2 separate regions of the Mus musculus genome follow, and region 1 is linked to region 2. A link is a contact called in public promoter capture Hi-C data. All regions are on one chromosome and are shown on one strand. The core of a region is the stretch at or near the end of the contact, and the rest is flanking DNA. Distances in the headings are between cores, read along the strand shown.

Region 1 (4,989 bases), core at 257-2,756, 2.2 Mb before region 2:
CCAGTCCAGGAGGGGGTTGTTAACTATGACCCGGCTGGGGCTCTGCCACGCCTAGATGCCAGTAAGCCCCAGGTTGCCGCCATACCTCTCTGATGGACTGCCTATAGACCATGGTGGTTCCGAGGACCCCTACACCATGCACCAAGTTTGGCAATTCACTAGACTATCTCACAGAACTCAGAAAAGCACTTCACTTATATTTACTGGTTGGTTGGTTTTGAAAGCTGTAACTCAAGAACAGCCAGAATGAAGAAATGGGTGGAGAACGGTTGGGAGTGGCTCCCAGGCTCCCAACACTCAAATGTGTTGATCAACTGGGATGGTCTCTGAACCCACGTGGCTGCCATGTTGAGACAGGGTCTGCAGTAGCCCAGGCTTGCCTTAACTTGCTATGAAGCCAGGGATGGCTTGGGTCCCTGCCACCATCTCCTACACGCTGGGCTTTCTGGCATTGGAGACCACAGCCAGCTCTGTTCAGTTCTGTGGGCCTTCGGTTACGTAGGCATGACTGAAATCCGTTACCATGGTGAGTGATTCTCCAGCATCTTGAGGGAGTTGGAGTGCTTGCGTAGGCTGCAGTTTCCTACCCTCCAATCACGCCTTGGTCTTTCAGGTGCCCAGCGGCCATAATGAGCCACCATAATGAGCCACAGAAAGATCCAGTGTGTGGATCTGGCTCGAAGACCAGAGACCCATTTTGTCTTTACTGCCGAGTAAGGCCCAGCTCCACCTGGCCCTTCCAGACGTAAGTGACACTGACCATGATTCAGCATCTAAGGACACTCGCAGGCTCAAATTCTGCGGGGCAGGGTGGGAATCTGCATTTTCCAGGACCCTCCAAGGAGGCCGCAGGGCGCAACTCAGAAACACACGCATTAGAACAAAGTCCCAGAAACTGGGAGCAGGCAGCTGAGGCCCGTTCTCTCAGCCACAATTTAGAGAAAAAAACATGGGAAGGAACTGAACTCAGAGGCCACGGCTGACCTGGTGACCTCAAGCTTGCTTTCTGGAAAGCAGCTGGATCGCTGCGTCACCAGGCACAGGCGTGTCCAAATCCAACCTGTCAGACACGGGAGGTCAAAGTGAAGGTTCTCGGTTTCTCTGTGCCTCAGTTTCCCCCTGCGTCACATACACACAGAGCTTTGCCCGCCTGGTACTGCGGGCACGAACTAGAATCCCGGACTTTACCGGAGCCTGCTGTCTTACTAAGGTCACCGTCCGTGGCTGCCTGGGTCGGGGGTCTCACCTATGCCGCGTGTCTCTGCTCGATTCTCCAAAGCAGGAACTCGCTGACAGTCGGCCCTGCCTGCCTGGAGGAGGCCGCTCCTCCGGAGGCTCTGGGGCCGGAGACAGCCTTCACCAGCTCGCCCAGCTCACCTGCGCAATCACCCTCCAGGCCGAAGACCCCCAGGCTCAGCGGGCAGCGTGGGTCACGTGGTCTGTGGGCGGGGCTCGTCCGCGCGGACCTCGTCACACGACCTCCTGCGTAGGCGGCGGAGTCCGTGTGAGTGTTATCGCTGCGCCCCCTAGTGGCTGAGGGCGACAGTGAGCGCAGGTGTTGGAATGGCAGCCATAGGACGTCATCGCGTTGCAAAAGCTCCAGTAGATTAAACCAGCCCAGACCTGGAGTCAGAGTCAAACACGTGATCGCACAGAAAACCTACGATGGTGAAACAGTAAATGATCCGGGGCATTTGATATAAGTATGATGCAGGTCATACATTGAGCCAGAAGCCCGGGGTAGTAGTGCAGGCATGTGATCCCAGCACTCGGGAAGCAGCAGCAAGAAAGATTGACAATTTGAGGCCAGCATACGACACCTGGTGAAACTCTGTTTCAAAAACCAAAGTTGGCAGGCCGGATGTAGATAGGGGTAGAGCACTGGCCTACCATGTGCAAGGCCCTGACTCTCCTGTACTGCTGGGACCACTGGGGGGTGGAGGGGCATTTGTGCCTCTGGCTGTCAAACTTTTGAAACAATGTACACCAAGAAATTCAACGCCCCCCTCCCCATCCCATGCTGGGAGAGGAGAAAGGCCTGAGAAGACGGTGTCCTCAGCTCTGGCAGCTTGTCGGAGCACAGTGTGTGCAGGCAGGATAATGAGAGCCAAGAGGACTGGCCAGCGAGGGAAGGTGGATGGACTCTGGCCAGCTTGAATGTGCTGAGCTTGGCTCTGGCAATCTTTCCCTTGTGCCCATTCCCTCTGCCTTGCTAAAGAAAAACAAAACAAAACAAAACAAACAAACATTAGATTACATTCCTAAAGCTAGCCATCAAGGTCTCTTCCCTTATTTGGCCACTTCCTCCGCCTAAGGCTGACTGCCAGGGGCCAGCTGTTAAAGTATTGAAGTCCAGCAATCCGAAGCCCCCTTTGGTTCATGTAATTAATACACCAAACCAAACCTTACCACCGCATGCTAGCCCATCCTAACACAGGCCTCCCCTTCTCTCTTCTTTTTTTTTTTTTTTTTTTTTTGTGTGGTTTTTTGAGACAGGGTTTCTCTGTGTAGACCAGGCTGGCCTCGAACTCAGAAATCCGCCTGCCTCTGCCTCCCGGGTGCTGGGATTAAAGGCGTGCGCCACCACGCCCGGCCCCTTCTCTCTTCTTAAAAATGACACCAGCAGCCAACAATGGCAGCACACGCCTTTGATCCCAGCACTGTGAGGCAGAAGCAAGTGGAGCTCTGATTTTCAGGACAGCCTGGTGTACATACAGAGTGAGTTCCAGGATAGCCAACGGTACACAGAGACCCTGTCTTGGGCCCGCCCATCCCCCCTTACACCTGCCGAGTCATTTGCTGCTGTTCTTCACCTTTGTTCCTGGTGGCTTGTGCCTATTCTGGGGTCCGACAGGGAAACCCCTGCTCTGCAGAGGTCTCCTAACAGACAGGAGCGTCCCGTGACCAAGCATGCTTGGCTACACAGCTCTTCTGCCCTATTCAGAGTTAGAGCTCACACCAGGACACACCCCCGCCCCCAATTTGTTCCATTCCCATCTGTTTTACCTCCCAAAGTGGCCACACCAACTAAACCCCCTTTCTCTGCTGTTCACTGTTGTCTCTTTAATTGGTACTGGAGACAGGCGGCTGAGCCTAGTTCCCTAGGGCTGTCAGACGATCAGAAAACTCTAAAACAAGCCCAGCCAGAGCTTACAGGTGCACTACTGAAACAGCTGCTGCTTTCACCTTCCTTCCTTCCTTCCTTTCTTCCTTCCTTCCTTCCTTCCTTCCTTCCTTCCTTCCTTCCTTCCTTCCATCCTCCCTCCCCCCCTCCCTCCCTCCGTCGCTCCTTTCTTTTTTTAAAAAAATTTATTTACTATGAACAGTGTTCTTCCTGCACGTCAGAAGAGGGCACCAGATTCCATTACAGATGGTTGTGAGCCACCATGTGATTGCTGGGAATTGAACTCAGGGAACCTGGAAGAGCAATCAGTGCCCTTAACCACTGAGCCATCTCTCCAGGCTAGCTTTCATTTCTAAACAGCAAGTACTGGAGAAGGCCACGTTTCGGTGGGTGTGTCCAGGGCGGGGTAGGCGGGTGAGTGGAGCTCTTGTGTTGGAGCAGGGTGTGTGTGTGTGTGTGTGTGTGTGTGTGTGTTTGTGGAGGGATGAATAGGGTGGGTGGGGCTGGGGTCTCCCCAGCTGCTTGGCTGTTTTTAGATATCAACCTTTTGCTGGGCAGTGGTGGCACACACCTTTAATCCCAGCACTGGGGAGGCAAAGGCAGGCAGATTTCTGAGTTCGAGGCCAGCCTGGACTACAAAGTGAGTTCCAGGACAGCCAGGGCTACACAGAGAAACCCTGTCTCAAAAAAACAAAAAAACAAAAAAGAAAAAAAAAAAAGAAAAAGATATCAATCTTTTTGTTTGTTTGTTTGTTTTTTCGAGACAGGGTTTCTCTGTGTATCCCTGGCTGTCCTGGAACTCACTCTGTAGACCAGGCTGGAACTCAGAAATCTGCCTGCCTCTGTCTCCCAAGTGCTGGGAATAAAGGCTCCCACCACCACTGCCCGGCTTTTAGATATAAATCTTTTTTTTTTTTTTTTCCCGAGACAGGGTTTCTCTGTGTAGCCCTGGCTGTCCTGGAACTCACTTTGTAGACCAGGCTGGCCTCGAACTCAGAAATCCGCCTGCCTCTGCCTCCCCAGTGCTGGGATTAAAGGCGTGCGCCACCACGCCCTGATAGATATAAATTTTAAGGTAAATGTGTCTTAACTCTTCTGACCAGAAACAGCTTTTGTAAACTTTATTTTTTCTGCTGTTCAAGTTTAAAACTGAAATAATCCGTTTCTCATCTACACAAGGAAAAAGGTAACTGGTGCCCAGAAACCCCAGGGTAGGGGAGGCAGAGGTGAAGAAGAGAGGTCAGAGGTCGGTGGATGAGAGACAGGTGTCCCTTTTCTGAAGTAGTTTCTGCTCCATAGGCATTTGCTATCCTTGGACTTCTGGGTCCCACGGCTTCGGTCTTTGGGTTTCTGTCTAATTTAAGGCTTCCTGGGAAATGGGGGCAGGAGAAGGCCGAGCTTTCTGTGGAGTGGAGAATGAGGGTATCTTCTGGGCTTCAGAGGGCTGGAACAGGCATTCCCAGGGCTCAAATAAGTCCACCTTACTCCTGGCTTCTTCTCTGCATTACTTGCTCCGCAAAATTGAGGGTCTGTCCCAGGACAGTGAGAGGCACTGATGTGACCGTAGGACTGCCAACAGGATGGTTTTAAGTCCAACAGGAGAGTGGGTTTTTTTCACACCCAGGTAATGTGGGCGTGCTCAGAGCGTCGGATCCGGTGGCTGCTTTACACCTGGTGTGAACAGCAGAGAGGCTTTGAATCACGTGTCTGGCCTGCCGGTGTTTCTTAGACTGGGTGTCGCTCTAGGAGACACGTGGCTTTTTCAGAACATGTGGTGACTCCCTGGGTCTGCCCGCAAGTCAGCCCTGAAAGGTGCAGGCCCGGTGCTGTCTAGGAGGGCTCTGGGGTCTCCAGCTTGGTGGCGA
Region 2 (4,726 bases), core at 1,611-4,110:
GACAGCCATAACCATAAGGCTCTCAGGAGAGGGAGCTACTCAGCCCGACAGGAAACACAGCGCCCCTGACACCTAACTGCAAGGCCAGCCAGCAAGAAAGGGCCCATGTGGGCTTAGGAGGCACAGCAGCTGGGCCTGGAGAGATGGCTCATCGGTTAAGCACACAGGCTGCTCTTGCAAGGGACCAAGGTTCTATTCCCAGCAGCCACATGGCCCCTCACAACCATCTCCCGAGTGCAGAGACAGTACCAGCTTCAGTATCCTCAGTGCACACAGGTGAGCAGATCCTAGAATAGCCAATGTCTGTCAGGTAATCCTACTGAAGAGGGCTAGGCCAGCCCAGAAGGCCATGGGATCCCAGAGACCTTGGACATCTCCTGTCCAGACAACCCTTGCTACTCAATTTCCTTGAGAACACTGTGCTCCGCAGCCCCTACATTCCATAATGAAATATTTGGATAGCCCTGTGCTTTGTGCCCAAAAAATCTGGAAAAGGGGCCATTTAACACACACTGGCCATACAAACCCACACTTGCTACAGTGGCGAGCACAGAAACCACCAAGAGCGTGAAGAAGCTGGGTGTGGTGATAAACACCTTTCACCACAGTACGTGGGAGGCAGGTGGATCTGGGTTCCAGGCCAGTCAGGGCTGCGCAGTGAGATATCATTGAACAATGGAAACAGAGTGAGTTCAAGCTCCATTTATTTACAGCCACTGAACACAGCCACTGTCCTCAGCCAGTGAATACCCAAAAACAGCAAATCAAGAGTCAAACCCAACAGGTCCAGGAGCACGCAGTAGGGATACACACAGTAGGGCCGGATCCTCACTCAGTGCACGCAGACAAAGCTTCTAGTCAAATGACCTAAAAAAAAGAAAATTCACCACCAGTCGTCATTAAACCTGGAATCTCAACGTTTAGTTAAAACCACCAGAACGCAAACCACGCCCCAGGGTGGGGGTACAAGGTGCTCAGTCTTTTTAATTTCCTGTCCTTCCAAATGGATAAAAACTGCTGACACCCGGGGCTGGCCACCCACCCAGTGACTTCCAGAACCTTCTCTGCCCAGATTTAACTGCAGGCTTTCCTTGGAAACCTGCTGGTTGACAGATGCAGAAACGAGGCCTCTGCAGCTCAGCACAACTTGAAATCCATTCCTATTTGACCTCCCTCCCCTCCAGCCATGTCTGACTCCAGCATGCCTGTGTTCCTGACCCCATCTGTACCTCCCTCACAGGACCGCCATAGTCCCTGTGTGCTGTCTCTTTCCAATTGCCTTCCATGACTTGTTGATGTCTACCTGAACAGATGCAGAGTCCCGTGTAACAAGCAGGACCTTCTCAAGACACACTAAGCATATGTCTATCATTGAGCCACACTCCAGCCTGGCTCCCGTGCCCCTGAAGAGCATGTGACAAGCCTGAACTATGGCAGATTCCTCTTGTCATGGTTTTTCCGGAAGTATGCCACACCCAGGACCTTCAAAATGGTGACCACTGGCCCCATGTGGCTACTCAAAATGCAAACGCCCAGTCCTTCAACCACACTGAAGAGACAACCTAGTGGGGCCCACGGTCGCTCAGGTGAGTCCTGGGGAACGATTTCTGTTTGTTTGGGTTGTACTGGTGTCTTGTCCAGTGACGTCTGGAGTCACAACTGTATGCATCTTTGTTTAAGCTCCACGTGGGTGGGACAGACACCCAGGAGTAGAAGACTTCCTAGCATGCATATAGCCTTGAGCTTTATCCGTACATCCCATAAACCACGTGTGCTCGAGGATGCCGGTCATCCAGGCGGCTACCAGAGGCAGAGGAAGGAGGATTAGAAGTTCAAAGGCTGCCCTCAGCTACTTAATGAGTAAAGGCCAGCCTGGGCTAAGTGAGACCCTATCTCAGAGCGGGGTGGTGCAGTTGCTGGAGAGATGGCTCAGCATTGAAGCTGAACACTTGTTGCCCTCTTAAAGGACCTGGGTTCAGTTCCCAGCATCCACACCGGGGCTGACAATACTCTATAATGCCACTTCTGGGAAATCTGGTACCCTCTTGTGACCCCTTGGGGGCACCAGGCAAACATCCACACTCTAAAATAAAATAAAATAATGAATACGTCTTTTTTCTCTTTTTTATCTAAAGTGAGGGGCTTGAGTAATGGTCAAATATTTGCTTTTGGAGGACTGTGCTCAGTCCCCACAGCTTCAGCAGGGCTCCTGTTTGCAGTATCATACATGACCACCAAACTGCTGCTAGGATGTCCACACCTGTTACTGCAAATTCTAACCCCAGGGAAGAGGTTCCTCCTCCTCTGGGATTTTACTTTAGGTCAAGGTCGGGCTGTCTGGTACGGGGCTGCACCCACCTCGGGCGGGTACAGCCACACAGGAGCCTTTTCCCAGACCGTCGGCCTCAGGTCACCGTCCCACCCCCAAGGATTGACATACCTGGGCCAACCAAGCTCAAGTCACTGGAAACGCTCCTCGGGAGGAAGGAGCTTGTGCGTGCTTCCGTCTAGTCGTTGGGGGATGTGGTTCATTTCCTGGGTGGGGAAATAAAAAGACAATTTAATACAATTCTGTGTAAGCGGACGAACCCGTGCGGCGCCTGCAACACAGAAGCAGCCAGTGCCCCGCCGATGGCGGCCCGGGCCTAGGGCCTTCCTACAACTCCAGCCCATCCCGCGATCGCGTGCCGGCCCGGGGTCAGCCTCCTCCCATGGGAGTCCCGGGAGAGGTTTCTGAATCCCACGATCGCCTTCGGGAGGCTCCACGGCGCCCCCGAGCCACGCTGCGCAGGATGCATCCCCTCTGCACGGAGCACGCGAGTTCTCCTCCCCGGCGGAACCAGCTCTGCAAATGCACTTCCGGCCGGAACTGAAGATTTACCATCGAGACGGCCGCTAGAAGGTCGCTCTGGCCTTCGGGTCATCCAGGTCGGCCTTAAAGGGGCCGCGTTCTAGACGCGGTTAGAGCGGCCAGAGTTCCACGCGGCGGTGGGACCTCGTCTACAGGGGCGCAAGCGGGAGGGACTCCCTACTCTTGGGCGGCAGGAGCTAGCCTAGCCACTGACCCTTTATCAATCACGCAGCCCTGTGCAGACCAAAAAGTTGACTTTCCCGAGCCCAGTCAGCCCTGTTGTGGCAAAGGCAGTTGAAACCCAGCTGGTTCTGTTGCAAACCTGTGTGTGACCTTCCATCACAGTATAAACCCATAGGTGGTATCAACTGATACCCGTTGACGTCAGCACCCTCTTGATCCAAAGGCTTCCCAAAATCGCACCTCTGACCTGACCGCCGCAGGACTGTATCTAGAATCATGCCTTCAGCAGAGACCTCCCGAGGAACATGACACCGTGGTCCAGCAAAGGGTTAGTTAGATCTGTGATGTGGCATCTCTGGGCTAAGACCTCCAACCTCCAAAGTGGCATCCAAGTCCTGCATGCAGGTCCAGGTTTCAATCATCCCAAGGTATCCCAGGGGCCAATGGGAAATCCCACGAAAAAAAATTGATCAATAATGCCAGGGCCAAGTCGGTGCTATGTAGTAATTTCCTCCGAAACATCTCACCCGGAGGGAAGCTTGAGAAAGTGCGATCCGGATAGTCCTTAAGACTCTAAGACTCGGAAAATAAGTGACAAGTCTCAAAAAATTCCTAAAGCTTACCAGATTCACAAGGCCCCGCCCTCCTTAATGAGGAGAGACCCTCCGAACTTGTGGAATTAGCCCCAAATCATGCAGAGAGCTCCAGTTTCCAGCTCTCCTGAGCTGTCACTCATGCTGGGCTAGGCTCTTAGTAATGTGAGTGTCTTTGGGCTATCCGTGCTCCTGTGAGTAACCCCAGAAAACTGGCCACTTCATGGGGGCGGGAGGGGCATTTGGTGTCATTGTTACTTTGGTCTGTCATTTAGTAAACAAGGTGGTCTCATCTCCCTAGGGAAAGTGTCACACAGCCATTACCCCTACAGCTGTGGCTCCTTCTAACTGGAATCAAGATCATCTTCAGGTCAGCTAGAGGCGCGGGGAAAGGCAAGGAGAGGGTGCACTCTGTATTTTCAGTAAATGAAGAAAATGACACACGAACCTCATTGAGATGAATGAAGGGTTTTTGCATGTTTCACTGTAATGTGAATCCAACCACTGAATACAGACTCCCCCTTTGAAGGCTATTTTATTTATTTATTGAGATGAGTCTTGTGGATGTAAAAACACAACTGTGGGAAGCCACATGTGCCGTTGCAGAGTGACACTGACTACTGCTGGCCACCACCCATAAGTTTGGACAAACAACCAATGTGTACATATGCAGTAAAGTTTTTTGCAAAGACACTGCCTGGCCTGGGCATGATAATGAGGCTTTGAGAGTATAACCACTCAGATGTGAGACATGCAAATGAGGTATGATAATGAGGCTCTGTGAGGTACAGAGAGAGAATAGCCAATCAGATGAGGAACATGCAAATGAGGCGTAGTGCATAACCAATCCGGGTGTGAGACACGCCTCTCCTAGGCCTATATAAGCAGCACCAGTTCTGGGCTTGGGGTCTCTTCGCCTCTGCAATCAAGCTCTCCCAATAAATGTGTGCAGAAGGATCCTGTTGCAGCGTCGTTCTTGCTGGTCGAGTCCGACGCGCGCAAGACACAACTTTTGCCCCAAAGGAAATAAGAGATAATTTATTCTGGAGCCATTTGTTGTTGTTGTTGTTTTCGAGACAGGGGTTTCTCTGTATAGCCC

What was found. Promoter capture Hi-C pulls out the DNA fragments that hold promoters and counts their contacts.
Region 1: a contact with region 2 is called in a promoter capture Hi-C map of liver, with 2.7 times the contacts expected there. The contact joins the promoter of Gaa here to the promoter of Snhg20 in region 2. A contact is called at or near these places in 3 of 39 promoter capture datasets (liver and pre-B cells).

What each region holds. Positions count from the first base shown.
Region 1 is chr11:119,264,480-119,269,468 of GRCm38.p6, reverse strand. Gaa (glucosidase, alpha, acid) reads right to left here and starts at 1,506. Exons shown (of 20, transcript NM_008064.4): 1 at 1,247-1,506. It overlaps Ccdc40 (coiled-coil domain containing 40), which reads right to left. Exons shown (of 21, transcript NM_001364767.1): 21 at 4,231-4,989. The coding sequence ends at 4,955.
Region 2 is chr11:117,074,917-117,079,642 of GRCm38.p6, reverse strand. It overlaps Snhg20 (small nucleolar RNA host gene 20), which reads right to left and starts at 2,860. Exons shown (of 2, transcript NR_027059.1): 1 at 2,441-2,860; 2 at 688-867. Mir6516 (microRNA 6516) reads right to left here and starts at 2,295; the gene lies at 2,186-2,295.